Regions from separate parts of the Mus musculus genome. Here regions 2, 3, 4, 5, 6 and 7 are each linked to region 1. Evidence: chromatin contacts called from public HiChIP or PLAC-seq, Micro-C and promoter capture Hi-C data. All regions are on one chromosome and are shown on one strand. The core of a region is the stretch at or near the end of the contact, and the rest is flanking DNA. Distances in the headings are between cores, read along the strand shown.

Evidence for each region. Promoter capture Hi-C pulls out the DNA fragments that hold promoters and counts their contacts. Hi-C and Micro-C count contacts between places; a contact is called where the count stands out from the background. HiChIP or PLAC-seq counts read pairs in DNA pulled down with a chosen protein or histone mark.
Region 2: a Micro-C map of embryonic stem cells shows a contact between it and region 1, with 4 times the contacts expected there. The contact joins the promoter of Msrb3 here to the promoter of Hmga2 in region 1. A contact is called at or near these places in 10 of 39 promoter capture datasets (the HPC-7 cell line, cranial neural crest, embryonic stem cells and 5 more), 3 of 484 Hi-C or Micro-C datasets (all in embryonic stem cells) and 16 of 115 datasets of contacts at active chromatin or transcription factors (the HPC-7 cell line, acute myeloid leukemia, bone marrow-derived macrophages and 9 more).
Region 3: an H3K4me3 HiChIP or PLAC-seq map of embryonic limb bud shows a contact between it and region 1, with 8 times the contacts expected there. The contact joins the enhancer-like site here to the promoter of Hmga2 in region 1. A contact is called at or near these places in 8 of 39 promoter capture datasets (the 3T3-L1 cell line, the HPC-7 cell line, cranial neural crest and 5 more), 1 of 15 datasets of contacts at CTCF or cohesin (the NIH/3T3 cell line), 10 of 484 Hi-C or Micro-C datasets (the C2C12 cell line, the Patski cell line, bone marrow-derived macrophages and 6 more) and 17 of 115 datasets of contacts at active chromatin or transcription factors (the HPC-7 cell line, bone marrow-derived macrophages, craniofacial prominence and 12 more).
Region 4: an H3K4me3 HiChIP or PLAC-seq map of embryonic forebrain shows a contact between it and region 1, with 3 times the contacts expected there. The contact joins the enhancer-like site here to the promoter of Hmga2 in region 1. A contact is called at or near these places in 5 of 39 promoter capture datasets (the HPC-7 cell line, cranial neural crest, frontonasal cranial neural crest and 2 more), 2 of 15 datasets of contacts at CTCF or cohesin (both in the NIH/3T3 cell line), 4 of 484 Hi-C or Micro-C datasets (bone marrow-derived macrophages, embryonic fibroblasts and embryonic stem cells) and 10 of 115 datasets of contacts at active chromatin or transcription factors (bone marrow-derived macrophages, craniofacial prominence, embryonic forebrain and 5 more).
Region 5: a promoter capture Hi-C map of cranial neural crest shows a contact between it and region 1. The contact joins the enhancer-like site here to the promoter of Hmga2 in region 1. A contact is called at or near these places in 3 of 39 promoter capture datasets (cranial neural crest, neutrophils and second pharyngeal arch cranial neural crest), 2 of 484 Hi-C or Micro-C datasets (bone marrow-derived macrophages and nephron progenitors), 8 of 115 datasets of contacts at active chromatin or transcription factors (bone marrow-derived macrophages, cardiomyocytes, craniofacial prominence and 4 more) and 1 of 9 other capture datasets (embryonic stem cells).
Region 6: an H3K4me3 HiChIP or PLAC-seq map of craniofacial prominence shows a contact between it and region 1, with 4 times the contacts expected there. The contact joins the promoter of 4921513I03Rik here to the promoter of Hmga2 in region 1. A contact is called at or near these places in 9 of 39 promoter capture datasets (the 3T3-L1 cell line, the HPC-7 cell line, HPC-7-derived erythroid cells and 5 more), 2 of 484 Hi-C or Micro-C datasets (muscle stem cells and nephron progenitors), 11 of 115 datasets of contacts at active chromatin or transcription factors (the NIH/3T3 cell line, bone marrow-derived macrophages, cardiomyocytes and 8 more) and 1 of 9 other capture datasets (embryonic stem cells).
Region 7: an H3K4me3 HiChIP or PLAC-seq map of embryonic limb bud shows a contact between it and region 1, with 4 times the contacts expected there. The contact joins the enhancer-like site here to the promoter of Hmga2 in region 1. A contact is called at or near these places in 9 of 39 promoter capture datasets (the 3T3-L1 cell line, the HPC-7 cell line, cranial neural crest and 5 more), 4 of 484 Hi-C or Micro-C datasets (bone marrow-derived macrophages, embryonic stem cells, muscle stem cells and 1 more), 15 of 115 datasets of contacts at active chromatin or transcription factors (the NIH/3T3 cell line, bone marrow-derived macrophages, cardiomyocytes and 9 more) and 1 of 9 other capture datasets (embryonic stem cells).

Annotation. Positions count from the first base shown.
Region 1 is chr10:120,474,902-120,477,842 of GRCm38.p6, reverse strand. Hmga2 (high mobility group AT-hook 2) reads left to right here and starts at 1,374. Exons shown (of 5, transcript NM_010441.3): 1 at 1,374-1,890. The coding sequence starts at 1,780.
Region 2 is chr10:120,897,538-120,900,478 of GRCm38.p6, reverse strand. It overlaps Msrb3 (methionine sulfoxide reductase B3), which reads left to right and starts at 1,508. Exons shown (of 7, transcript NM_177092.4): 1 at 1,508-1,646. Gm4473 (a long non-coding RNA gene) reads right to left here and starts at 1,432. Exons shown (of 2, transcript XR_001779656.2): 1 at 1,063-1,432.
Region 3 is chr10:120,849,369-120,852,309 of GRCm38.p6, reverse strand. Msrb3 (methionine sulfoxide reductase B3) reads left to right here. Exons shown (of 7, transcript NM_177092.4): 3 at 218-326; 4 at 2,257-2,334. Among named protein-coding and RNA genes, the nearest start is that of Gm15910, 6.8 kb to the left of the region's middle. Within about 2 kb of position 1,524, at least 39 of the 459 cell types and tissues checked have an H3K27ac peak or open chromatin away from gene starts, as enhancers often do. A contact at or near this core is called in embryonic fibroblasts, embryonic forebrain, embryonic limb bud and 1 more, where this site is marked.
Region 4 is chr10:120,824,282-120,827,222 of GRCm38.p6, reverse strand. Msrb3 (methionine sulfoxide reductase B3) reads left to right here. Exons shown (of 7, transcript NM_177092.4): 5 at 2,087-2,115. Among named protein-coding and RNA genes, the nearest start is that of Gm15910, 32 kb to the left of the region's middle. Within about 2 kb of position 1,537, at least 27 of the 459 cell types and tissues checked have an H3K27ac peak or open chromatin away from gene starts, as enhancers often do. A contact at or near this core is called in the HPC-7 cell line and embryonic forebrain, where this site is marked.
Region 5 is chr10:120,782,400-120,785,340 of GRCm38.p6, reverse strand. Msrb3 (methionine sulfoxide reductase B3) reads left to right here. Exons shown (of 7, transcript NM_177092.4): 7 at 1,103-2,941. The coding sequence ends at 1,273. Among named protein-coding and RNA genes, the nearest start is that of 4921513I03Rik, 18 kb to the right of the region's middle. Within about 2 kb of position 1,535, at least 5 of the 459 cell types and tissues checked have an H3K27ac peak or open chromatin away from gene starts, as enhancers often do.
Region 6 is chr10:120,764,157-120,767,097 of GRCm38.p6, reverse strand. 4921513I03Rik (RIKEN cDNA 4921513I03 gene) reads right to left here and starts at 1,366. Exons shown (of 3, transcript NR_038000.1): 1 at 1,260-1,366.
Region 7 is chr10:120,743,697-120,746,637 of GRCm38.p6, reverse strand. No RefSeq gene overlaps it. Among named protein-coding and RNA genes, the nearest start is that of Gm35182, 7.3 kb to the left of the region's middle. Within about 2 kb of position 1,372, at least 150 of the 459 cell types and tissues checked have an H3K27ac peak or open chromatin away from gene starts, as enhancers often do. A contact at or near this core is called in the NIH/3T3 cell line, craniofacial prominence, embryonic forebrain and 8 more, where this site is marked.

The sequences.
Region 1 (2,941 bases), core at 125-2,624:
AATATCCCATAGAGTTATGGGCGTCCCAGCACGGGGGTGCAGCGCCTGCTCCAGGAGTCAGTCCTGGGGGAGGGGACCTCGATAAAGGAGCTGGCACACTCGGTGTTCCTGTGTATAGTGTGCAAGTGTGTGCTTTTGTTGCGAATGTGCTTACTGGCACCATCGTGTGTCTGGTAGTGTGTGCTTAAGCACGGGTTTGTTTGCATGCCTGCTTGCCAGTGAAGTGTGTGTGCGCGCACACATGAATTTTCGTGCAAGCTTGTCTGCGATCACACGCGTGGGCCCGTGTATCTTTGTGCACGCTTGTTTGTGCGCCGGCCCGTGCACTCTGGGGTGAGGGCATTTCTCAGTGGAGCGGGGGGGGGGGGGGGGTCGCAAGGGGCGCTCCGACTCCTTGGTCGCTCTTTTCCCGGGGCTGAAATAGTAGACAGCGGCGGTTGACCCTGAATGCTTCCGGAAACTTCGGGCAACCCTCGGTGGAAGCACAGGTAGAAGCCAAGCTCTCCAGGGTGACTCTGAGATAGTCATTTTCTTTCGCCTTCCTAGGACAGCCGCTCAGGGGTGGCCTCCAGCGGCGATCCGGCAGGAGAGCCTAGGCCCTGTCTTTTTAACCCCACTGCTGGCGGGAGCACGTGAGCCGGGGCTCCGGGTGGCAACCGGGCGCCGCCGCCTTCGAGGCAGTTGTGTTTCGAACGCTGCCTCTGGCCCGCGGCCAGGCGCCTGGGCTCGGCTGTCCGCCTGGCCTGCCCCCTCCTCTTGCTTCTCCTGCAGCCCCCTCCCCTTTATCCGCCCACGATCAGAGGTGGGCACTCCCCGTTCCCGCCACCCCCTCCGCAAGTGCGAGCGCGCGTGTACACACACGCACACGCACGCACACACTCATCCCTCTTGAATCCCGGGCAGGAACTCTGAAAACTTGCAGCACGGGCAAAACTTGGGCTCCGGGTGCAGAGCGCAGAGGCCAGCAGCTTGTCCCTCTGCATCTGTGCAGTGCCGCCGCCTGACCCCGCCACCCGAGGAGGCGCGGTGCCACCCACTGCTCTGTTCCTTGCTAGAGCTGAGCTGGGCGCCCTACCGGATCCTGGCAGAAACTTCCACTCTCTCCTCGGTTTCTGACCGCACTAGTCAGTCTCTATCTCTGTCCCGTTCTGTCTCTTTGTCTCTGTCTCTCTCTGAGTTTCTGTCTCTGTCCCTCTTCTCTGTGTCTCTCTCTGGCTCTCTGCGTCTCTGTCTCTCCTTCCCGCCCCCCTCCCTCTCTCTCCCTCTGGGGTGGGGGAGAGGAGGCGGAATTCTTTCCCCGCCTAACATTTCAAGGGACACAATTCACTCCAAGTCTCTTCCCTCTCCAAGCCGCTGCCGAGCGTCCCAGTACCCGCAACTCCCGAGCCTTTGCGGAGAGAGCAACCCTCTCCGCCTCCAACTCTTCCCTCTCCTTCGCTTCCCGCCTCCTCTCCCTACCTCCACCTCTACCTCCGCCACCCACTGCCCGCAGCGCCTCCTCCTTTCCTCCTCCTCCTCTCCTCCTCCTCTCTTCCTCCTCCCCTCTCTCTTTTTGGCAGCCGCTGGACGTCCGGTGTTGATGGTGGCAGCGGCGGCAGCCTAAGCAGCAGCAGTAGTCCCCGGCGCACTCGCCAGCTCGCCTGCTCTCGCCGCTCTTGCCCTCTCCAGCTCTCTACATCCCGTCTCCCGAAAGGTGCTGGGCGGATTCGGGGCGGCGGAGGCCGAGCGGCTGCAGCGGCGGTACCGGTAGAGGCAGTGGTAGCGGCGGCGGGAGGCAGGATGAGCGCACGCGGTGAGGGCGCCGGGCAGCCGTCCACATCAGCCCAGGGACAACCTGCCGCCCCGGTGCCACAGAAGCGAGGACGCGGCCGACCCAGGAAGCAGCAGCAAGTCAGTACGCCGACGCGGAGGGGCCACTCAGCCCACCCGCGACGCCTCTGCCCCCGGGGCCCCGCGACACGCCGGGCGACCGGAGCGCGGGAGCGCAGCGGCTACGGCAGCGCAAGCTAGCCCGCCTGCCACCCGGGTGTAGGTGGGGCGGGAGACCGAGTTCCCCTGGAGAGTGCGCGGCGCAGTCTCTCCGGGTACCCGCGCTCCCCGGCTCCAAGAGCTGGGGTCCCGCGGCGAGCCGTAGCCACCCGGTGGAGGTGGGGTCGCGCGAATCGTGGACAGGGACTTTCGCTATTGTGCGCAGCCCCGGAGCGGCGCGGCGTGGCTCGGGGGGGGGGCATCGAGCCTCGGGGGTCCCAAAGAATAAAAGCGTCGCTTTGTCAGCCGCTTTGGCGACTGGGGGGACTGGGGAGTTCAGGAGGGGCAGGACTGCGAGTCCGAAGCTCTTAGACCCGCGGCTTTCTCCGGCTTCTCGGGGCCGCCTTCCCGTAGGAGGCTGATGCGCCGCGGCCGCCCCCTCGGTGCCCTCCCCACACTCCATGGCCCAAGGCTCGCGCCCTCCCGACAAAGAACGCGTGCGGAGCCGACTGCCCGCCTGGTGCTCCTCCCGAGGATATTTAAATGCCTGCCGAGCTGCTACAGCCGCCGGGGCTGGCGGGGAAAGGATCCCGGAGGATCCCAGGCCCCCGCGGGCCCGGGAAACGCGCTTCGCCCAGGGAGCTCTGGAAGGAAAGTGCACGGTAGCCAGGGTCGCTTCCCCGCCAGGAGTCGGGTCCCTCTTTGGCTCCTCGATCCCGCTCCTCTGAGCAGCCCAAGTTTTAGCTTCCTCTTGGGCGAGTGGCTGGGGGCTGGGAAGGGACGGTCGAGGGGCACCCAGGACCCCGCGGAATGGAGGGTTTTGTCTGCGGATGCAACCAATTAAGAGTGCAAGCCGGCTGTTGCAGAGTTGTGCGCAGCGCCCAGGGCCGGGGGCGGGCGGGCGGGCGGGCAGGGGGTTGGGACGTTCGCAGCAATTTCCAAGCCTAAGGACGCGTCTATTGAGAACAGTAAA
Region 2 (2,941 bases), core at 259-2,758, 420 kb before region 1:
TTCCTGCCCACTGTGCGTTTCAGGTACATAGCTGGATAGTAATATTAATGGGCCTTTAAAGCTCTTTGCTCTATCAGAACTCATCCAGCCTGAGTTTCCTTAGGCCATCTGCCTGTAGCTCCACCAACACTGCTAATTCGTGAAGCGAAATCTGCCCATCTGTTGGGTGTAATTCACGGGATGTTTTAGAAGCGGCCGATTGCAAATACACTATGTTTTGGCTTGGGGGCCTTCCTGTGTTGCCAGAATCGAGTTTGTTTAGAAATGAGGTTTACTAACTTTCAAATAAAGCATCTTCAAGCGCGGCGTGATGGACAAATTACCCCCCTCTAGTTCATGTTAGAATAATCCACCCTCTAAATCTGCTTGACATTTCCCCCGTCCGTGTTTGACATCAATTAATCACTTTTGCAGCATCTTAATATGCTGAGAAGTAATTGTATAACATCCCACATCTCCAGATCCTGTCAAACATTTGTTTGGGTGTGTGTGGATATATATTATAGTAATTAAGGCATAATTACATTCATTGTCTTGAGAGAGGGTCATTTGGATCTGATTAATTGTGGAGTTTAGTGCCAAAAAAAAAAAAAAAAAAAAAAAAAAAAGTCAGGTTCGCACGCGCTTGGCCTGTAATCAAACATCTGGGACTGACATTTTGGTCATCAGAGGTAGCGCCCTTAAAATACATTATCAAAGTTCCTCTTTGGACAGTGTGCAAAAGTAAGTGTGTGTGTGTGTGTGTGTGTGTGTGTGAGAGAGAGAGAGAGAGAGAGAGAGAGAGAGAGAGAGAGAGTGAGTTGGGGTTTGGGGGAGAGATTGTATCAGTGAATATTGAGTCAAGGTGAGGAGGAATGTCCTGTAAAACAGCTCTAGCTGGAGCGAAAACTTTTCCGGCCTGCTTTGACTCCATATATGGTGTTCAAGTAAAATTTCAGGGACTGCCCTTTTGCTGAATCTTACTACAACACACACACACACACACACACACACACACACACACACACACTCACTCACACACACTCACTCACACATAGTGGGGGATTATAAGGACATTCTCACCTGGACATAGTGGGTGTGGTGAGGTCCCCTCCAGGTGCGACCCCTGGGACGCAGTCGGTGGTCCTCTGTATTATGGGTATTCAGTAGGCACAAGAGCGACCATGTCACACCTTAACTGGCACTTCACAGCCTCTTTGGTACAGGCCAGGACTTTTGGTCCTTAGCTCTCAGGCGCCCTGACCCTACAGTAAAGGTCTCAGGTGGATGCTGCCAGGGGGCTCTGCTACGGGTTGCCCACGCGCGGAAGCCCTGTTCCCGCAGGGCTGGCCCGGGGCGGTGGAGGCGGCGCCGGAGGCGGGAGTTGGCGGCGGCCGCGTCCCGGGCAGCGGGCCCCGTCCGCGGCCAGCGCGCTCCGCCGTCCTCCCTCGCTTGTCTGCTATGCTCATATTTGGACTCGGCCGCCCGTGCCCAGGAATTTCCCGTCATGCCTCCCGCCGCCCCGTCTGTCGCCCGGAGCCGGGAGGGAGGAGGGATCGGACAGCGGAGGCTCGTCTTCCCCAAGAGTGCGCGGCGGACCCTCCCGTGCCCAATCGCGCTCTGCCTGGGTCTCTGCCTAGCCGCGGCCGCGGCCACCACGACGCGCGGTGAGTCCCCGCCTCGCCCCATCCGGCCCTCCGATCCCTCCGAGTCAGCCTGGGACCCGGAGTGTTTCCCCCCACCCCCACCCCCGTCCCGGGAGCGCCCGCGCCGCCCCCTCAGTCTTGAGAGTCATCCCCCTGCCGTAGAGTCTCGGCGTGGACCCCGGAGACGCTCCTCGCCAACGAGGGGACAGCGCAGAACGAGGTCAGGCGGGAGAGCCCGCGCCCCGCCGGCCGCCGCGCTGACACCTTACCCGTCCCCAACGGGAACCTGAGCCGCCGTCCTCGCGCGGGTCCTCGGGGAGGCTCAGTGAGGTGGTCGGGGGCGCGGGCTGCAGCTCCGAGGGCGCGTCTCTCTCTCTTTCGGGCCTCTCCGCAGCTGCGGCCGGGGGATAACGGGCCAGGGCGTGGGAACCAGGAAGGCGTCGCCAGGCCCCTGGGGACAGGGGCGCACCCCGGACCGGGCTGGCGGCTCATAGGCCCAAACAGGTACCAGCAAAACTCCAGGGGGCAGGTACCAGTTCTGTCTTCTTTTCAAGTGAAAACAAGCATCAGAGCCCCCCCCCCCCGCCTCCCTTTTTATTTCTTAAACTTTTCCACTGGGCTATTTCAAGTCAGACTATCTGAATAAAAAGTACTGTTCCTGCCTTTGTAGGTTATGCGATAAGTGGGGGCAATAAGGATTTAAAAGAATTTTCTTTGAATCATATGTAAAGTATTAGAGAGCTTTCTTTCTTCTTTCTCTCTCTCTTTCTTTCTTTCTTTCTTTCTTTCTTTCTTTCTTTCTTTCTTTCTTTCTTTCTTTCTTTCTTTCTTTCTTTCTTCCTATTTCCATTGCGTGTCAAAAAACTAATTATTTGAAGTCCAAAGGGGAGGTTTTAAAGGAAAATATTAAGTTGCAGGGGCTCTTGAATTTGGACAGAGTAAACAAATCAAAGCTTGATTCATTTTGTCTGGCAAGGCAAAACGTTATAATCACCAGAAACCTGGATTATGTGGGAGGTGTTAGGTGGTCGCTGTGTTGCCTATGGCTAGGATAGCCTGAACTGTCAAAATGAGGTTCGGCTAGCCAGGACACAACGCACACTTGAGTTGACAGTCGACTACACCCTGTGCAGCATAAAAGACAAAATAGGTTTTAAAGGTACTTTGATGTATAAAATGTTATCCAGGGAAGATTCTCAGGGTTATAGACTTGACGAAGTGGTTTCTCAGGACCAGTGGTACATAGTTAAGTATACCCACTGCAGTTTGTAAGTGCTTCCGTTAACAATGACGGAAGTTTTATGTTTGTTCTGGAA
Region 3 (2,941 bases), core at 275-2,774, 370 kb before region 1:
GACACGTTGTTGCTGCGCCAGGGGAATCATGGGGCTTTTTAAAGTGCATTCTGTTGGAGCTTGGAGACCGGCTGCAGCTCAGGTAAGGTTTTGTGGTCCGCTAGGGATTCTCTGGTCATTGACAAGTGACTGTAGAGGCTGTGCTGTGGCGGCCAGCCAAAGCAAGTATTTAGGATTCAGGCTAAATGGCTCTTTCTCCCATATCCTCTCTTTCCAGGGTCATGTAGGGATAAAAAGAACTGTAAGGTGGTCTTTTCCCAGCAGGAACTGAGGAAGCGGCTGACACCCCTACAGTACCATGTCACTCAGGAGAAAGGAACTGAAAGGTAATGTGTGCTGTAATAAAAGCAAGCAAGCAAGCAGGCAGGCAGGCAGGCAGGCAGGCAAGCTGGCAGGCAGGCAGGCAGGCAAGCTGGCAGGCAGGCAGGCAGGCAAGCAGGCGGGCAAGCAGGCAAGCAGGCAAGCAGGCAGGTGGGCAAGCAGGCAAGCAGGCGGGCAAGCAGGCAAGCAGGCAGGCAGGCAGGTGGGCAGGCGGGCAAGCAGGCAAACAGGCAGGCAGGCAGGGAGGCAAGCAGGCAGGCAGGCAAGCAAGTAGGTGGGCAAGCGGGCAAGCAGGCAAGCAGGTGGGCAGGCAGGGAGGCAAGCAAGCAGGCAAGCACCACTTTCTCCCACTCCTTGGAGTCTTCTTCCCTGTTGATTATTTTAAAGAAACTATGCATGCTGGGTAAGGCCTGCAAATGACTGTCTTTGAAAAGGCTGGAGATGGCACTGTTTGAGTTAAAGCTGAGTTTCTTTTCTGCTTCTCTCCACTCAGCGAACTATATCTATATAAAGCCACGGGACTTTTGCTAAGGGCCTGTTTTTAGTTTACAGTGAAATGTGTGGAAGCAATAGCGATTTGGGTGCCCCCCCCCCTTTTTTTTTTTGGACGACATCACAGCAAGGAAAACTGTGAGGGATGTGGCGCTATGCCAGGAGGCTGGCATTTTGAAGGTGGCATTGTAAAGCATAGACGTTTTGGCTGCAAAAAGAAGGTAGCATAATTTAGTTCCTTTCCACCCCACTCGGATTTCTTTTTGAAGCACATGTGGAGAAAGTATTTATTGGCTCATTTGTGGTTGGAATGTCAAAAATTTTCAATAACTGCCCTTGCATGGCTTTGGTCCTTGGAAGTTCGCCCTACATCCTGGGGGGGGGGGGCAGTCGTTCACTTCCAAGACTGTTTTTTAGTGAATAAAATAAAATCTCTCTCAGCTGATTCCAGCGAAAAAGTAACTTGCCAAGGCCTAATGATTTTGTTGTCTAATTCATACCACGGGGCTCGGCACGAGGCTGTAAATGGTCCCCCTGATGCAGGTTTATTCGTGATGTGACTTTGTGTTTCCATTCAAGATCTGAAAGAGCTTCCTTCCCACACAGGGATCCTTGTTAATGGACAGCACGCTCTCCCTGTCACAGCCCCCACTGTTCACTGAGTTTACTGAACAATGAAGCTCTCTCACAAGGTGTGCCTTCCTTGTACCAGCGGCGGCGGCAGGGCTGGATCACAGGGTCCAGGACTTCTGCCCGCCAATGTTGTGTGCATGCCCTAGCAAAATGATTTAATGCACACAAACAACCAGAGATTAGGTCATTCTTTAAAAAAAAAAAAATTCTGTTTATAAAAAAAATTGGACCTCGTAAAGAGGGACGAAACGATAATAAAACCAAGCTGCAGAGCACACGGCCTTTTTGTTGGGCGACACAGCTGATCTGCATTAACCGAGTGACCTCCGCGCCTGTAAGATCGCTAACTTAGAAAAACAGTTCCTTAAAGCTGCAATATTCCTTTTCAAACCAAAAAATAAGACTCCTTCCACTCGAAGACTTGGGACCTGCTACATTTTCTGGTCCCCCTCTTGTATGGTGTGGGGCCGCGGAAATCTTAGGTAACAGTGTTCTTCATGTGACTCAAACAGTGGGCTTTTTTTTTTTTTTTAATTTGAAAAATATTCTAAGTATTACTTACTAGATGGCTTGATATTTTGACTTAACCTGTACTAGTTTGGAGTAGTTATATGCACATTTTATTATATATATGTATATATTCGAAGTATATTACTATTGTTCAAGCTTCCATATGTCTGGTCTGTTCTCATTTTAGGGCCCCAGACCCTTGAAAGTTTTACCAGAGAAATGTATTTAAACCAGTGTGTTCTATAAGAAGTAACACTAGCTCTGTTAACAGTTTTTGACGCTCTGTTTATCGTTTATCAGTGCCTTTGAAGGAGAGTACACACATCACAAAGATCCTGGAATATATAAATGTGTTGTCTGTGGAACTCCGTTGTTCAAGTAAGTGTCCTGAAAGCCGGTGGGCGTGGCCGGGTCACGTGACCACATGCTCCGGGCTGCTCAGTTACCTGCCCATCTTTCCTTTGCTGAATTTGATTCTATCCTTTCATATATTTGTCCACTTTCTGAAACCGACAATGATGACAGACTTTCTTGGCTAATTTCTAGCGTGACAGACTGGCTAACTTTGTACTGTTTAGACATTTAAAACACCCAGCACTAACTTTGGTGTCCACTTCAGTAACCATTGTCCTTAGCAGAGGTACAAAGAAAATCTTGGTGACAGAGAGCGTATGTATTTACTGATTTGTCTAATGCCCCGACGTCCACGCATAGGTCATTTTGCAAGTCACTCACGCACATCCCTCAGATTAAAATGCATCCAGCGAGAAGCCTCTTTATACTTCTACAATGAAGCGCTATACCCCAAATAAACATGAGACAGCAATATCTTCTACCTGAGGTTAACATTATTATTTTGACATTGGCCTAAAATCCTCTTTTTGAAAAATCCTAAACGTTCACAATAATGCTGATACCACATAGACTTTTTGACCAAGACAGATAATTCTTGGTCTGGATAGGATAATCTTATCAAGCAAGGACA
Region 4 (2,941 bases), core at 288-2,787, 350 kb before region 1:
GCGTTCTTCATGTTTTCTTGTATTCCGGCATCTCATAGAGCTACCAAGAGAATGAAGCCTGCCAGGAGTAGGCTCGCCATGGATCGAGCGCTCATGACCTTCTACTGCCCTCGTCTGTATTACTACCTGTTCCCGCCTGTATTTTACTCACTTCCTCAAAAGAGTGTCCGTGAACAGAGCTTATCCTAACAGATGCCACAATGCACTATGACACAGCAGATTTTGGCGTCTTTGGAGCGCAATCTCACAGAAGTTTCAACGACTGAGTTTCCCTAACTGCACATCTGACCGTATTAATTTTAAGTTCATGCTTTCATTCTTTACAATGTATTTTTTTTTTAATATTTAATACTATGTCTGAGGATTCTGAAGATGTTTTCTGCTTTTTAATCGATGCCCAGGGCAACAATTTGTTTGTGAACATATTTTACGTCCGTTTTGTGGGTATATTGCACATGGACTGGGTGTCTCAGGACAGTATAAGGTTCTCTGAAAGAGTTTTCTGACATCATTTCTCCTATCTCAAAAAAATATATTTTATTAAGACCGTTGTCACTGCGGTTTCCCTTGACTGGCATCTAAGCACAGACACCAGGCGTGTTTAGATGCTGTGGCTACAAAGGTTACTGAGGCATGGCTGAGGTCTAGCGGGGAGGTAGGTAAGGAAGTGACAGCTTTGAGCTGTCAGAGTGGTGCTGTCAGTCATAAAGCCGGGCTTCGCAGAATTGTAGATTACAGAGAGTGAAATGAATTTGCACTGGGAGTGGGAGGGGGCATAGAAGAGGAGGACAGACATGAGGACTGGATTTGGGGAGGGTGTTGGGTCTGCGTGTGTTCTTAGAGGTAGTTGCTGCAAATGTGATTGGTTGGATCGGAGGCAGAGCTAAATGGCTGAGTGTTTGCCTAGCATGTGTGAGCCCCTAGGTTTAATTCCATGAACCGCACCGAGAAAACCCCCAGCAAAGCAAAACCTGTGGTTACATACATACATACATACATACTTATATGTATGTGTGTGTGTATATATACACACACACACATACACACACACACACACATATACTTATATATAGTATGTAAATGAAAAATGTTGATTTTGTTCAAAAATAAGGTGAGCTTTGGGGAGACTGGAGAGCTCAGACCTTTGTGGCCATAGAAGACAGAAGTCTCTTATTTTCTCACTTATGCTTTGATGCCTTCGCTCAGAGCTCATTTAGGCGAGGAGAGCCACGACATCCTATGCGCTCTGGCATAATTTCAAAGGACTCCCCCCTTTCCCAGTGAGTTAACTGCATTTCCACAGAGGGGAAAATCTTCTCTGTCAATGTAACATCCCTAACAGGACTCCCGCTGCTCAGTCCTTGTACCTTGAGGTGGCAGCTGTGAACATATATACCGTCGCCTGTGAATGTGTGATATAAATCCGACTGAGCATGCCCACTAATTGGGCCGAGCGCTCGGTATAGACAATGCTGTCTTATAGTGGCCCGTGTGGAGAGGCCCAGTCACAGGGTTAATTCTGCTTGAAAGCATCTCAGCAGCATCTTGAGAGTAATTACCCGACAGCAGTTTCCCACAGCCAGACCAAGGGCTTCAAAGGCTTCTGAGCCTACAGCCAGCATTCACCTATATCTGAAACATCACGTTCCCACAAGAACTCTGTTCTCTCTTCCTCCCTATTCAGTGTATGGGGTTACTAAGTTCATGTGCTGCGTGCTAAGAACCTGCTGGAAAATTACTTGGTGTTAAGCAGTTGAAAATCTCTGATAATAACTATGGGCTGGATCTGTTTATTGCTCCATAATACAATTGAAGTAAGTTTATCTGTAAAGAAAGATGAGAAATTTTGGACTATAAAATCCCTTCTATGAAAAACAAACTTGGAAAGTTTTTTTTTTTTTCCTTGCCATGGGACCTGAATTTTTATATTCGTTCAATTGAAATGGTTGAAATAAATATATAAGTTACATGTAAGGGGATGGTTTCCTCCTTTGACCATTATGGAGAAATCTATAGTTACTGCACTTCCCATCCCAGATCTTTTTATAATTTTTACATTAATTTCCTTTTTCTTTTTGCTTTGCAGGTCAGAAACCAAATTTGACTCTGGTTCAGGTATGTTTACACCAATAATGTTATTCTGAGTACATATTTTTTTTACATTATGCTTTGAAAAATAATTTAGTATATCAAGAACCATTTTGATTTAAAACAGACTGAGCGATCTCTTTTCAAAACGTGAGCCCCATCTCAGATACAGGCTGCTTCAGACCATAATTTGAGATGTTCATTTTAGGAACTTTAATAACTTTGAAACAATTATTAATTGCCCTCTAACTGCAAAGAGTTCCCTTTTAAAAACAGGGTTGTCTGTTGCACACTTTCACTGTTCAAAACAGAATATCACTTTGTAAATAGACAAAGCATCTTACATGTTTGAATGCTTGAAGAGTGTCTGTAAGTGTTTTGGGGCAGGGGCTGGGGGAAGATACATTGTAATGGAGCAAAGTATGAAGGGTTTTGTACCATAGAGTTGGAAATTCATCTATGACATAGACGTTTTAATGTTTTATTGGGGGGATCATAGAAAATTAAGATCGCCTTGCTCTGTATCTACCAGGCCAGAGTTTATCAACAGTGGTGCTCTCAGCCATACTGGGTTGCTCTCTGTCATTAAGCATGGGTGTGGTCGTAGAGTGCTCTTGCTTGCCAGGCTGAGTCCTTCACCTGCCACTGAGATCTGTGCAAGGCGGAGCTCCCAGTGCTGTTCTCTAGTAAGATGCAAAATTTGCCCTGTGATGGATTTTAATACATCGACATTAGTTTTCAACCCTAATAGATAATAATTTGCAGGGGGAAATGACATAACTTGTTGATTTAGAAGTCACACTTTTAGTTATGAGTTTCACTGTGTCTCAGCCTAAAACACCTTAGCGTGTGG
Region 5 (2,941 bases), core at 286-2,785, 310 kb before region 1:
CCAGGGATTGGTACCTGAATCTTCAGAGTCTAGGACAGTGCCAGGCATGTGAACAGGTACTCCATAGCTGTCAGTTATGTGGAAATCTGTGGAAATCATTTAGTCCAGCCATTGGCTTCTCTGCCGCACAATGAGGTCTGTGTCCCCAAAGCCTTTCGGAGGTGGTGCATGGATGTCTCCATCTATCTACCCTGTCCCGGCTAAGAGGAAGCGGGAGGTGTGTGCATGTGGCGTGTGGTACCATCTGGAGCCATACTCGGCTTTAAAACAGTTACTGCAGGCACGTATTCAGTAGCTGGCCTCTGTGGGGATGCTGCATCCGAATGACATCTCCACTCGATGGAACATTACCAGCTGTCCTTTCTTCTGACACTCACCTTCCTCAGTACTCTGAATAGTCAAGGACTTAGGTTTGAGTGAACCGCCTCTTCCTTCCCCAATGCACTTCGTGTGTGAAAAGAAAAGCCAGCATGACAGTCCACCTATTGGAAGCTAGAAGACAAGCCATGGTACGGGCTGGAGCCCTCCCATGTGCTCTATTTGCAGCTTTGGTGACCATGACATAAATCTCCCGAGTCTTGCCACTGCTTCCCTGGGTTCCAAGAACATCCAGGACTGATGTTAAGTTTTATCACCCCTGCAAACAACCCTCACCTCTGTCATGGCCAGTTAAAGTGTATCTTTTACAGTGGACTTCTGCATATCTGAAACCCACCCATCCAAAGCCAAAAAGTCATGCCCGGGGGAAGAGATTTCATTCTGCCCTGTTTCTTACAAGGGGGGGATCAAGGGTCAATTCAATTCGTAAACTTACTGCAGTCAATTTCCAGCTGACTGAGAGAGTTCACAGATCAAAACATACAGTGGCTCTTAAATGATGTCTGATATGCACAATTCGAGTGTTTTTTATTCTCAGCATGTGGTACAAAGTCTGTCTGGAGCCATCTCTTCAGCTATTGACAGGCAGATTAGAAATGGTTCAGGATGCTTTTCATTATTCTATTCCTCCCCAAGCCAGCCAGCCACTCCAACGACTTCCCACACACTCCCCTCAAAGCCCACTTGGTGCATGTGTGCCTTAAGCATCCTTTTTCTCTTACAGTGTGGTGCTCATCTCGGGCACATTTTTGACGATGGACCTCGTCCGACCGGCAAAAGATACTGCATCAACTCAGCATCCTTGTCCTTCACTCCTGCAGACAGCAGTGAGGCAGAAGGAAGCGGCATCAAAGAGAGCGGCAGCCCAGCAGCAGCAGACAGAGCTGAGCTGTAAAATCAGGGGTAGCGGTGAAAACAAAGTGTTCTTAATGCACAACTGATTGAAAAAAACCAAAAAGTGGTTTATCTTAACAGAGCTATTTTTTCAGAAGCTATAAGGGCAGTTTATGCTGCTGAAAATGTTTCTCTCTCTCTCTCTCTCTCTCTCTCTCTCTTTCTCTCTCTCTCGTCTAGATGGCAGTTCTGCCCATCCATGTATTTTGCTGTTGACTAGGTCCAGAACTGTGTGTAGCTCTTGCAAACGGAGATGGCTTTGTGGAGCTTCTTGGTAAGCTTCTATGTAGCCTTGGCATCATTTTCTTCCAATGCATACCTTCCTTCAAGTTTTGTCCTTGTAGGTACCCTCCTTTTGATTAAGAGGTGGAGGTTGTGTAGTGACATCATAGAGCTGGTGCTCAGCAGCAGAGAGGAGAACTGGCAAGGACAGAGCATCTAGACATGTGGCCTTTGCGATAAAGATGGAGTGTTGTGTTAGATTGCTAGGCTGCGATAACGATGGAGCGCTGCGTTAGATTGCTAGGCTGCACGGAAAGTCTGAGCTAAGGTTGTTTTTTCTCACTCGAAGGGTGTGAAGGTCTGAAGTCGTTCCTTATGTTACATTGTTGCCAGATGTGAGAGGACTCAGGGAAGGTTGCCGCAGAGATGCAAAACATTACCTCTGGGCAGGTCTTTATTTTATATTTTCCACTGAAAACAGCAGAATGTAAGACAAGTGTAAAATACTAGGCTCCATTTTTTTTTTTTTTTTGTCCAAAGTTCACAAAGAAGAATGCTTGCCCATTGCCTCTGCATAAGCCTTTCTCTGCATGCCTCATGTGAACTCCATCTGGACGAGCATTTTAGAAGATTTCCCCCGTGCAAAATAAAATATTAGGGACAACACACTTCATCAGTAGGAAAGAGAGAGATCAGAGAAGACCTAGTATGAAGTCTTGAGCACTAAATAATCCCATGCTGTGCAAAAAGGCCAACAGGATCTCACAGGTACTGCACCTAAACCAGACTTTCACATAGCATCAGAAGGTCGGAGCAAGGATGTCGGGGATTAAGACAGAATAGTCAGGCCCAAGGTCCACACTTCACTGTGTGTACAAGGGACAAGCCATTTAGCCCCATTGTGCCTATATCTTCGTGTACACAATAGGACTCATATCTTTATAAAATATATTGATACTCTCAGGGCAACATTACTATATTGCTGTACAATTAATAAGATCAGTATTTTAAAATCACACTGATCCGGTTGTAATTGCACAGAGCAGGCCAAATTTGCAATGGAAGAAGCAGAGGTGCACTTGGCTGGTTGGTATGGAAACAGCCGAAAGCCAGACCTTTATCTTGTAGCAATATGGCAGGTGTCTCAGTAGTGAGCGTTGTGGTTTTTGAATGCTAATCCTGAAATGTGGCTTTAAAAGACGCTTAGACTTCTAAATTTTTTGAGGAAGACTGGCATCTGCCCCTCGTACTCAGTAATGATGATGAGAACAGGCGAGTGACAGTTGCAGACACAGTGGGAAGCAATAAAAGCCGGGGCAAGCAAGCTGAGACTACCCATATCCAGCAGCTCTGCCTTTCTCAGGTACCTCCTGAAGGTCCTGCCATCCTGCCGAGTCTTCAGTATCACCCAGTTCTAGAGACGTCTGTGCTTTTAACTTGGAACACA
Region 6 (2,941 bases), core at 117-2,616, 290 kb before region 1:
TGGGAAGGAAAGGAGACTTGGAATGGCCAAACTGCTGAGTCTTTGGCCTTTAAAGCTGCCTACAGATAGCTATGAGACCACTCAGTGAGCTGCCATCCATGATGGGGTGCACTTTTCTGTGATGTGCCTGCCTTTGAGTCAACCCTGCTCCTGTGAGTAACCCCTCGCCCATCCTCCTGTTAGCAGCCCCGATAAAGACTAACCGACAGAGCTAGTCAGACTCTTGTGCAGTGTGCTCTGGTCTTCGAGATATAAGCTCTTAGAGTGAAAATAAAATCCTAGTATTGATCATAGTCTGGCTTGCCTAATGTGATGGCCATGACTCACACAACCGCCATACCTCACGTGAAGTCCGGCTCCATCTCAGCCAATGTGGAGCAGTGGTGGAGCACAGTGGCAGATTGACAGCTGCCAATAACGGCAGCTCGTCTCAGTACCACACAATACCACCATCCTTTTCACTCTGAGAACAAACCAACTAGACCGAAGGCCAGTGAAGTGGAAAAGACAGATACGACTCTTATCTGGGAAACCCGTGGGAACAGTAAGAGCGGGGCTTCCCGATCCTGTATTTGTTTTATGGTGTTTAGAGGAAAGTGGGAATTTCCATCCTGCTGAACCTACAGAGTTATCCTGAAATAACATTCTTTGCTCGTTGTAAGGAGATGATGGTACTTAAGTTTGTCTGATTCTGTTTTTTTTTTCACGAAGAGATTTAAAACCTTGGAGAAGAGTGAAGGGCGGATCTACTCAAAGGATTCTGGCAGAGGGCCTGAGAGATGCCTCAGCAGTTCAGAGAACTTGCTGTTCCCCCGGAGGTTCTGAGTTCTGTGCGACCACTCCTAACTCCAGCTCCAAGAGATATGCGCCCCCTCCTGACCTCTGCAGGTAACAGCACATACACACAGACACACACACACACAGACACACACACACACACACACACACACACACACACACACACACACACACAGCAGGCACGAGTGCACCTATCCTGTAAGCCATCATAATGGATTACCTCTGTAATATACGTTCTATTGGATCTGTTCCTCTAGAGAACCCTGAGTGATATGCCCCTCGAATGCCCCTCAAAGTCTCAGGTTTTGAGTCTGGCAGTTTTGTTGAGAAGTAGATGGATAAGAAGGATACCAACCACACCAACAGACCATTCTACTGATGACTTCATCATTGAGTGTGTTTTTGGGAGGTATGACCTAACTGGAAGTGGCGGGTTGGGAGGGTACCTTTGAATGGCTTACCTTGCCCGAATTCACATGCTGTTACCCAGCTGCAGTGAGATCAGAAGCCCTGCTCCACCCCGACTGCTTTCCTCCACATTGTTCTCTATTGTTTTTCCAGCAGCTGTGACCAAATGCGAGAGAAGGAGGTTTTCTTTTGGATCATGGTTTGCGAGTATAGTTTGTCACAATCATGAAAGCATCGCGATGGGAGTGGCTATCAGGCATGGCAGTGGGAGTGGCTATCAGGCATAGCAGTGGGCGTGGCTCACAGGCATGGTAGTGGGAGTGGCTAGCAGGCGTGGCAGCAGAAGCATGAGGCTGCTGATTCACATCTCAGCGGACCAGGAAAAGGAGAGGAGGGAATGACGGAGCTCAGAGGCTTTCTCCTCTCCCGTTTTTTTTATCCAGCCAAGTCCTCTTTTTATCCAGCCAAGTCCGCAGTGCATGGGAAGGTCTCTACTATGTTCAGGAAAGGTCTTACCCTCTTAGTCATTCCTCTCTAGAAAAAGGCTCACAGATAAGTTCAGAGGTAAGGTGTGACTCACTAATGCCTTGGTGGTTTCTTAATCCAATAAAGTTGTTGATCAGAGTTAGACCATCACATAGTCTGCATCACTATAATTCACAGACAAGGGAACCAGGTGACCATAGGACTGAAATAACTAAACTATGAGCTCAAAGGAAACTGTTCTTTAAAGTTTTTCTCCGATAGTCTTTGAGTTTTTGTAGTACCTACAACTAATGTACAGCTATCAATGTATAGATATGTTTCTCCTGTGAGCTGATACTCTTATCCTGTTCGCTATTATAGGATGGAGCTGGAGCCTTCAGCAGATGCTGAGGGAAGGTTTGAGGCTGATCCTGGGTGCAGAATTGTGCCCAGTTCTTCCCACCTGATTGTTCATCTACTGCAAACTGGGGCTCGTTTTTCCCTTTGGAAAAATAATCACATTTTGCTGCATTGGAAAGCATGGCTAAGATTGATTCCTGCAGTAATTTAACAGAACCTGAAGCTTTATAGACCTTCTGTCTACAGGACTTCTGACTACACAGAACGTGTCTTTAGGATGTGCCCTTCTTTTCCCTGTTCTGATAGAACTGACTGTGCAAACTAAGGCAGCTTTCAGATGCTATTCCACTCACTGGCAGTGCCATTTGTGCCTCTGAACAGCAACAGGCTGAGGTCTTCCAAAAAACTAGGGAAGAGTGGTAGATCCAGAGGTCTGAGCCTCTCGATTCCTGGGGTGGACACGTTAGGGTGTCTATTGTGAAAGACCGGGGGGAGTGAAGATATGCTCAGGAGATCCCATGGGCTTTGAAGACCTTTGGCATGGCTCTCCATTCATAAAAAGCTGCTTCATTCAGAGCTGTGGCTTCAGAAGTCTGGATGCAGTCAGTTCCTGGCTGGCTGGGAACAAGGAGTTAACTTGAGGCTGGTTCTTCCTGCATGGGTCCAGCCAGCAGCTGTTCATCATAAGCAGGGTCCTTTCATCCTGACAGCTTTCTTTCCACTCAGGGGGAGTTGCCCTGGGAGTACTTGACACAGGAAAGCAGGAAAGACAGAGAGAGAGAGAGAGGGGAAGGGTCTTGTTTGTTTCCTGGGTGGATCACCCCCTTCTTGGCAGGCCTCCAAGAAACGAGTCTTTTCCTGTCCTAAAACATCAGGGAAATAAATCTCTCTTGTAGAGAACAGATCCGGG
Region 7 (2,941 bases), core at 123-2,622, 270 kb before region 1:
AGACTCACACATACGTACATCCACATATTGCTAGTTCCTGCATAGTCTATACGCAGATAAAGACTTGAGAAATTGGTCGTCCTTTGGTTTCGGACCCTGGGACAAGGAGTCGAGGTACATATTTTACACAATGGAGCAGACCTGGTCTCCAGGGTCTCCCAGAGTCCCTCAGTCCCTTCCTGGCACACCTTGACCCCAACCTTGAACTTTTTAACCCAGGGGCTGGGCTGCCCTTCCCTCTGAGGTTTCTCCCTATATAATCCAGACTGCCCCCTCACCCCCTCTGTGTGTCTGTGCACGAGCACACATGTTCAAACTGGTTTTCAAGTGTAACACGTTTCCCAAATGACACTGAGGATTTACGTTGTGTGTAGATCCCTGCAATGCCAGTTTATACATAGGAATGGAGAATGGACAAGCTGGGCTGTAAGTTCCCTGGGAAGTGACTAGGGAGGACAGGGCTGCCAGGATCAGCAGACACTGCCACAGAAAGCTGAACTTGGGTGACTCCTCTGTCACTGCCCTGTCCTTTCCCCTGTGACTTTGGCTAACACTCCCTCTTTCAGGCCTTTAAAAAGACATTGACTATTGCTTGTCTGCATAAAGAAAAAGTATTGCCTGGTCAGGCAGGGAAGACCAACTGGTGTGTGTCTTTAGTACTGACATGAGGATACAGGCTCCAGCAGGAATGAATCTCTCTGCTCTGGAAGCAGCTCATCTTGGTTTAACCAAACACAAAACTCAAAGGGGTCCAGGCAGTGGTGGCACATGCACTTGGGGGGCAGAGGCAGGCAGATTTCTGAGTTCAAGGTCAGCCTGGTCTACAGAGTGAGTTCCAGGACAGCCAGGGCTACACAGAGAAACCCTGCTCCGAAAAATTAAACACCAAAAATCAAACACCAAAAACCAAACCAAAACCAAAACCAAAACCAAAAAACCTAAAACTCAAAGGGGTTTTCCTCCGGTCCATGGGGCGATTTTTAAGAATGGCTCCTTGTGCCTGGCCCTTTGCCTGGTACATTTTTGTGACTTCCAGTCAAAATAGATGGATTCAGCCAGGATTTTCACTTTTCAAAAACAGTCACTGCTGGGTTCCTTGAAACTGCCACCACCAAACACTACCCCCCCCCACCCCCACATTTAAAACATGCTTTGATTTCTTGGAATTGGAGGCGCGGGGCTCCGAAGGGCCGCTACGACTCTGAAAAAGGAGCTGCTAGTGCCAGAGTTCCCACTGCCTGGGCGGCTATTGGCGGCTCTCCTACCACCAGCCTGGAATGCACACAAGCGGGCTGCTCTCCCCACTTTATCACAAAGGAGCTCATTTTGTGAATGAACAGCGCAGCCAGCAGCACAGCGCTATTCCGGGCGACCTTTGCCCGGGGATTGGATTCCCTCCCAGCGGGGAGATCAGGCCTTAGGAAAAGGTTAGTTCCTTGAGGTCCAAGGCCTGCTGGGCAGAGGTCTGGAGAGGGAAAAGCTCCGAGAACTTTTCTCCTCCCCCCAACCCCTCCCTCACCATCTCCAGCGACCGTTCTTCTGGCTGCTGTAGCTTTCTGTGCCTTTGTGGGTTTTTTTTTGGGGGGGGGGGACTGGCGGGTGTGTGTGTGGGGGGGTGCTGATTGGACTCTGCAGCAAGGAGCTATATAACTCCTGCAATTTTTACTTTTTTTTTTTTTTTTTTTTTTGGTAGCTGCCTAGTATTTCCCCGCTGCTTCCCAACAGCAATTCTGAGGTCCTCCCGAGTTTCCACCCCTTCCTCTCCATGCCACCCCCCCCCCCACCGTGGCGCTTCAGTTTGATGTTTTTTTGGTATCAAAGCAAGGTCTCCAGGAACCCTGCAACTAAAGACTTTAATGAGGACCATGCTCACGAAATCCTGGCTGCCAAAGACATGATGATTTATGCCCCTCACTCTCCCTAACAGCAAGAGGACTATTTGTAAAAATAAAAAAGCCGCTCATATGGAATTAAACAAGAGCATAGCTGCTTCCTTCCAGACCCCGGGAGCTTAACAAAGAGCATCCACACTCCAGCACATGGCGGGCGCCGGGCTTCCTATCACACAAAGCTAAATCCTGTTACCTCGGGCAGAGGCACACACTCTCTCTAAAACCCTGCCGGCAGACCTCAAAGGAGCAATGCAGAGGGCAATCAAATGAGTGGCCAGAAGAAAGAGGGGTGCCAGGAGCTTAGACCGAGGTCGAAGCACCCACCTGATGGGCTGCTGAGGGAGGAATTGAGGTGTTTGGTGTAAGATGGTTGAGCGACTGGCAAATAACTATTTGGTTTGGGTCAGCTGTGTGAAAGGCGGGAACCCTGAGAGCTCCCTTTTCTTGGATCTAGCATTATTGTTTCTGGGATAACTGGGGGTTCCCTCCTTGGGGGTTTTTACTCTTGTTAATAAAAGACTTTAGAAATGGACTCCAAGGAAACTCTGGGACAAGTTTATTAGAGTTTGAGAGAAAAGAAACAGAGTAGACAAACTGTAAGTTTTGGCAGCTGCCAAGAGGGGAGGAAGAGAGAGACAGAGAAAAAGAGAGACAGAGACACACAGAGAGAAACAGAGAGAGAGAGAGAGACAGAGAGAGAGGGACACACAGAGAGACAGAGAGGAAGAGAGGAAGAAAGAGGGAGAGAGGGAGGCGAGACATGTCTTTTGAGTTAAGAGGCAAGGACCCTGCCATTTTCAGCAGTAGACAGCCAAGCAGCAGCTTGGTAGAAGGAGCAGGCAAGCTTCAGGGAAGAGATGGGAAAGTCCAGTGTGTCACTGAAAGCATACTGAGGTTTCTGGGCCGTAGAGTAGGCAGGTTCTGCAAAGCTATGCAAGTGGCTGCATCAGCAGAGGGCATTCTGGGAGGAGGAAGAAGTAAGTTATCACATGAAGGGGGTGGTCATTCCTCCCATGTTCTCGCATATCTTTTTTTTTTTTTAAGAATTA